Regions from separate parts of the Acanthopagrus latus genome. Here region 1 is linked to region 2. Evidence: chromatin contacts called from public Hi-C data. All regions are on one chromosome and are shown on one strand. The core of a region is the stretch at or near the end of the contact, and the rest is flanking DNA. Distances in the headings are between cores, read along the strand shown.

Region 1 (3,173 bases), core at 485-2,984, 140 kb after region 2:
CCAGAGACTTGGAATTTACGCCGGATGAGCTGTATAGAGCCATTTCATGTTTTTTATGAGTCGTTTTTGATTTGTGTTTTAAAACAAGTCCCCATCTACTTCAGTTGTTGAGGAGAATGTTAACGATGTTTTCTGCTGTATAGCTCAGAAATGTTTCATGAACCAAGATACTTTGCCTATTTTTCTATCAGCATGGGAGTGAGTAGGCTAGATAATGACTTAATTTCCATTTTGAGGTGAACTGGTCCTTTAAACTGGATGTGGATTAGAGTGTCTAAATCACACGTGTATTAGTTGTAAATTGGACCAGATTTGAAATCAGACTTTCCGGCACTGAGCACAGAAAATTTACACTTTCAGTGATACATGTGAAAAACAGCCTTCTGGTGTCAATCATTGCACATACATCAATCTGTACAGTGACGATCAGATATTCGACTGTATGAACAAGAAGAAAAAGATGTTTTTGACTGAGGGGGGACTTTATGAATTGATCATCTAAATGGATTTAATGTTGAATGACATGTGTCTGGTTCATATGATAGTCCACGCACTAACTGAATAAATAGTAAGTAAAGCTTAAGTCAAGATCATTCTGTCAACATCAACTGGATTCTTCATCACTAACATGACTTACATACTGTGATGTTTGATTGGTTTGGTGCACATAAGGGTGATTGGGCCATGTCTATTGCAGGACATATATTTGGGTTAGTGTGCATAATTCATGTAAAAGGGGGCCAAGACAGAAAACAAAGCTGGAAAGAGTTCAGTAACTTCTGTTCGGGTTAATTGCACTTGATCAGTCAGAATACAGTCAGGTCTGGAGCATTGTCAGCCACGGCGGTGTTTTGCAGTGCGTACGGAGGTAGTGCAGCCTGGAGGACCGTGCGAGGATGCCCACGAGGCTGTGGGGGCTTTGAAAAGGTAGGCATTTTGGAGAGGAAGCAGATGGCCCACATTAAAAGCAAAGGGCCCTTGTGACTATCTTCAATGGCCCTGCAGAGAACTGGGTAATTAAATGAGAAATTTAATCAGATTCCTCAAATTAAATGTCCAGCTGGATAGTTCGGCGAGAAACACCACTGACTACACATTTACCTAGGGGAGTGTCACCGGTGGATGCATAATTCTCCGATCAGTACACACTCATAACATGATGATATTCCTGGTGATGATTACTGCTAAAGTATTCCATTCACAGTTCTGCCAGCAGGAGGCAAAGGGACTTCACTGTGTGGCCACGGGAGGGTCATTTTAATAATGGGGCCTGGGAGGAAGCAACAAAACAAGTGAGATGACAGGATGGGGCTGTGGAATCAGTGGATTTCAGCAAGGGAGACTGTTTTTCTCATCTTTCTGAACAAGGCTTCAATCCCACTGTGGACTCAGCTCAGATGCGATTCTAACGGCGTTTTTCATCATTTGATGCAACACGTTTGATGCAACATTTGAAAAAAAAAAAACAAAAAAAACAAAAAACAAAAAACAAAACACGAGGCAGCAGAATCCAAGTCCGGACGTCGTGACGCGACGATGTGACATGAGCCACTGATTTTTTTTTTTTTTCTGGAGTCTTCCTCACTGGTAGCACGGGTGGACAGACAGCGAAGCCTGTGGGTCCGTTCCGAGTCATTTTGCATTCAGCAAATCCCAAGAACCGCCTCCCCTCTCCTCCCCTCCCCTCCCCCCCTCCTCCTCCTCCCTCCTCCCCCCCATCCGCTTGCTCCCGCCCCGCGCTGGCTCCCTCTCACACGCACGCAGCCTGTCCGGTAGGATGGGACCAGCAAGCCAGATCTCCATGCACGCCTGACCGCTAGTTTTTCTACTTCCTGGATGGAAGAATGGGACATTTTTTCCCCTTTCTTCCCAGCGCCACTTTCTCTCTCTCTCCCGCTACGTTGCGCGCTGCCCCTCCGTCACGCCGACGCCGCGGATAATCACTTAATAACCACCACGTGTAATCAATGATATTCGACCACTTTTCCTTGTAAGTTGAAGACAGCGATCGATCGCCGATTGACCCCCCCCCCTTCCTCCTCCTCCTCCTCCGTCTTCTTCTTCTTCCACACTTCGGGAATGTCGCTGTCTGGAAGCCCCGCTACAGGCACGGCGGAGTCACACAGATTTCCAACTGTTTTCTCACAGCTGTGGCGTGCGCAGCGTTTTATTCCTCGGAGCTGAAAGAGCAGAAAGCACCCCACCAACACCACCACCACCACCATCAGCTCTGCTCGTACCGGAGGCGAGGAAATGAGTCTTTTTAAACGGCAGTGACTGTGTCGCCTGCACCGACCACCACCACCAGCCGTACTTTGATGCTCCCCTGCCTTCGTGGCCGCCGTGCCAACTTTGCTCTCTAACAGCTTCTTCGGTCGTGTTGTGTGCGATTTTCTAAAGAGGAGGAAAAACAAGAAAGAAGAAGAAGGAAGGAGAAGAAAAAAACAACAACACAAGACTGAAAAACTTTGTCACCCGTTGCCTTTGTTTTCTCGTGTAACTCTCGATGAGTGGTCTAACATGCGGAGAATACGGGGACCGAGTTGCTGGTGGATTTTATCCTTAATGTTTTTAACCTTGCCCAAACACAAAGACTGTCACCCCGGTGAGTACTTCAACGCAACACGGGGTTAGCTTACCGTTGGTGTGTGTTAGCCCCCCTGAACTCCTCCAGAGTGTCCACAGTGTTGAATTAGTATTTTATAACCGGGGGGGAATAGAGACTTTCTGCTGTCGAAACAGGAGGTTTTGTTTATTTTAATTAAACAGAAGCGACGTTCAGCCCGGGTTCTTCTAACGGTAACAGGGCCGAGCCGGGTTGCGTTACCGCTCAGACGTTTAGCCTCCCTGATTTGTGTGTGCGTGTTATTGATTAGGCAGCGGGACTATGGCGCAAACTGCCCCCCTCCCTCTCTCCCCACCTCCCTGCTTTTTAACGTCAAGCTGGACATTTATTCAGCCCTGTAACTCTTGTTTGACCCCGACGACGTGTAACACACTCTCTCTCACACACACACTCATTTATTGTCTCAAAATCCATCAATCTCAGGAAATGAAGGCACCACACATTCGTGTACGTTCTGAACCGTTGGTCGACTTAGTATTCACTTTGCCTCCTGAATCACCAGGGTTGTTCGTTAGACACGTAGTTTTCTGTTCTTGTGCTCAGAAGT
Region 2 (2,901 bases), core at 108-2,607:
CGAGGTCATCAAATATCAATGCTATGGGTTCAAACTTTGGGCTGAATACTGAGGCAAAGCATTGATATTTGATGACCTGGGAGTGAGTCTCAGCAATCCACTACTTTTTTTCCCAGAAAGGACTTCCTTAACTTTCATGAGTTCTAAAGATATGTTAATGATAACTGGGATAATATAGTGAATTGCATAATTTGGGCCAGGATAATTGTGACAAGAAATTATCATATTGTCCAATGCTGATTCTTTGAACAACACTGCGATATTTGTCGATATGAGGATAAATGTGCAGTGTTACAATTTTGATTTGATTCAGTTCAATGATGATACAAATATTCTATATTCTTCTTATAAAATATTCCAACTCTAACTTTACAACTTGTAGGTTGATCAATTTTCAGAAAAATGTGTATTGTAATTGTAGAGTAAGACACTTTTTTTTTTATAATATCTTACTACTAGACGACAGCAATGAAGTCTGTTTATAGCCTGACATTACCTTTACACTTCAAACAATTTCATTTACGCTTTGAATCACATCAATGATGTTCATCTGTGAAGATCATCTCGCTGAACAAAACATGCAAGTATCATACATTTACGTCTGTCACAGAGAATATTAGATAATTTTCCAAAATCCAATTCAACAATCCAATTAGCTGTTTAGAGAGGTACCAGTGTATCGGGTCAATGCCAACTTCCGGGTTGGCCTACAAAAATACATCATCTGCCCAGTTAATCAAATCAATAACAGAAGAGGCCACCACCACTTCCTGTTGTGCTTTTGGTCATAAAGGAAAATAACACAGAGATAAGTGTTCTTAATTGTAACTAGCTAAGTTTAAACTGACTCCACAGACACACATGAGACGTGGAGGAGAGAAATGTTTTACTAGTCACCATTAGCTAAATTATCAAAAATTAGCTTAGCGGCTAGCAAAGTTTTCCTCTACTCAGGGCTCAGGGCATGACATAAAAGGTTAGCTAGCTACACATATAATTTGTACTGGTTTAAGTCACTGCATCTCCCACCAGAACAACATGGTTGAATTACAGTCTGCATGAAGTTTTTTCAGCTTAACATTGTCAAAGCTAATGTTGCTGTTGTGAGAGTGAAGAGTTAGCGGACTGTCTGTGGACTCCTCTTTTCTCCGAAAATCAGAAAAATTACACACAGCTGATTTATTCACGAGAGGAGGGAAAATATCTTGCCTGCTTGCAATTATCTGTGTGGCGCCCTCACAGTTTAAGCATCTGGGAAACAGGTGTGCTTAGATAGCGTCACGCCTGGCCAGGATTTCAAAGTAAAAGCATGATGTAAAGATGATGATAGGCATGAAGTTTCCACGTTGCATCAGGCATCAGCACACTGCACACTTCATGGGAGGAGGATGGCCTCAATTAAAAAAAAAAAGTATACATATTTTCCCATGGAAAGGCATAATTATGAGATAAAAAGCTGACATTATTAGAAAAAAAGACATAATAAGATAAATGATGTTAATGAATAAATGGTAATTATCTTTTCCTCTCATAATTATGACTTTATATAATAATAATGATTTTCTATCTCATAATTATGATCTTATCAATACAAACTTTAATTTCATAGTACTGACCTTTTATCTCATTATTATGACTTTTTATCTCATGATGATTATGATTTTATTTCATAACATTGACCTTTTATTTGATAATTATGACATATTATCTCAATATTGACCTGATCAAGCTCAGTTTTCTTTTTTTTTTTTTTCACCAACTGGCAGAAATGGGCTTCCACAAGTCTCTGTCCTGCTTTATCTCTCAATTAATGTTAATCCATGTATCGCTGCATCCAGCAAGTTAGTTATCTTAGAGACCATCCCACAAAGTAAAATTTATAACTCGAACTCCACGCTGCATCGATGGTATTATATCAATTATCATTAAATAGAAAAAAGAAACTAGAACTGAAACAGAGTCAGAGGAGAAATCATTTCACAGACCAGGTCGAGACAGAGTGTAAGAATCACAGTGAAGAGGACATAAGTGGGCCAACATAGTCTGTGGTGTTTTTGTCAAGATGTAAGGCATTAAAGACCATGTAGACAACGCTGTATGCACATGAAGCCCTTACCAACATTTAAAGGAGACATATCATGCTACAGGTCTTGAAGGTTAAAAAGTCCAAAGTTGATGCCAACAAAAGCTCCTCTCTCCTACAGAAAACACTGCCCCTGAAACACCTTCAGTAGTCATTGTGACATCACACTACATCATCATGTCACACGTTAGCATTATTGATGTCCATATCCACGATAGAAGTGGAGCAAATTGCAAGATGAAAACGCGGCAGAGCCACCCGGAGACGCGTTTAGCGTCGCTGGCTCCAGCATGTGTGAGCTGACCAATCAGAGCAGACTCCTGGGTTTTCAGGAGTGAAGCCTTAAAGACAAAGGAGCTAAAACAGAGCGTTTCAAACAGAGGGAGAATACAGTTCTGCTGTATGAGAGCATTAAAGCATGCAAGCAAGTATTAGTAACCCAAAATAAAATCATGAACCAGAAGAATTAGCATACTATGCCTCCTTTGAAACAGAGGTCAGGCCCTTGTGTCAGCAGACGTCTGCCCTGTCAATGTTTGAACAGCTGAGTTTGAGTTTTCACCTGCCTGGAGTGGCCATAATGACCTGATATTATGACTGTTATTATTTATGGTGGTCAGATCATTATAAAGACATTATTATAATTTGATCATCAAGAAAGAATTGAGTGGCTGGTCTGCACAGCCATATCTTGACAAACGAACCGCGCATACACAGACACTGACAAATTACTGGGATAACCAGAGGAAAAAATGTCTTAAATAGCTGGAAGGCTCCCAAAGGTCTCCACATCAGCTTCTGCGCTATTTGGTGCTGGT

What was found. Hi-C and Micro-C count contacts between places; a contact is called where the count stands out from the background.
Region 1: a Hi-C map of muscle shows a contact between it and region 2, with 1.7 times the contacts expected there. The contact joins the promoter of ca16b here to the promoter of si:dkeyp-67f1.2 in region 2. A contact is called at or near these places in 2 of 4 Hi-C or Micro-C datasets (both in muscle).

The regions. Positions count from the first base shown.
Region 1 is chr6:15,324,611-15,327,783 of fAcaLat1.1, forward strand. ca16b (receptor-type tyrosine-protein phosphatase gamma) reads left to right here and starts at 1,735. Exons shown (of 29, transcript XM_037100566.1): 1 at 1,735-2,605. The coding sequence starts at 2,521. LOC119020861 (a long non-coding RNA gene) reads right to left here. Exons shown (of 3, transcript XR_005075428.1): 1 at 2,640-3,173.
Region 2 is chr6:15,188,249-15,191,149 of fAcaLat1.1, forward strand. si:dkeyp-67f1.2 (protein FAM3C) reads right to left here and starts at 1,358. Exons shown (of 11, transcript XM_037100786.1): 1 at 1,210-1,358.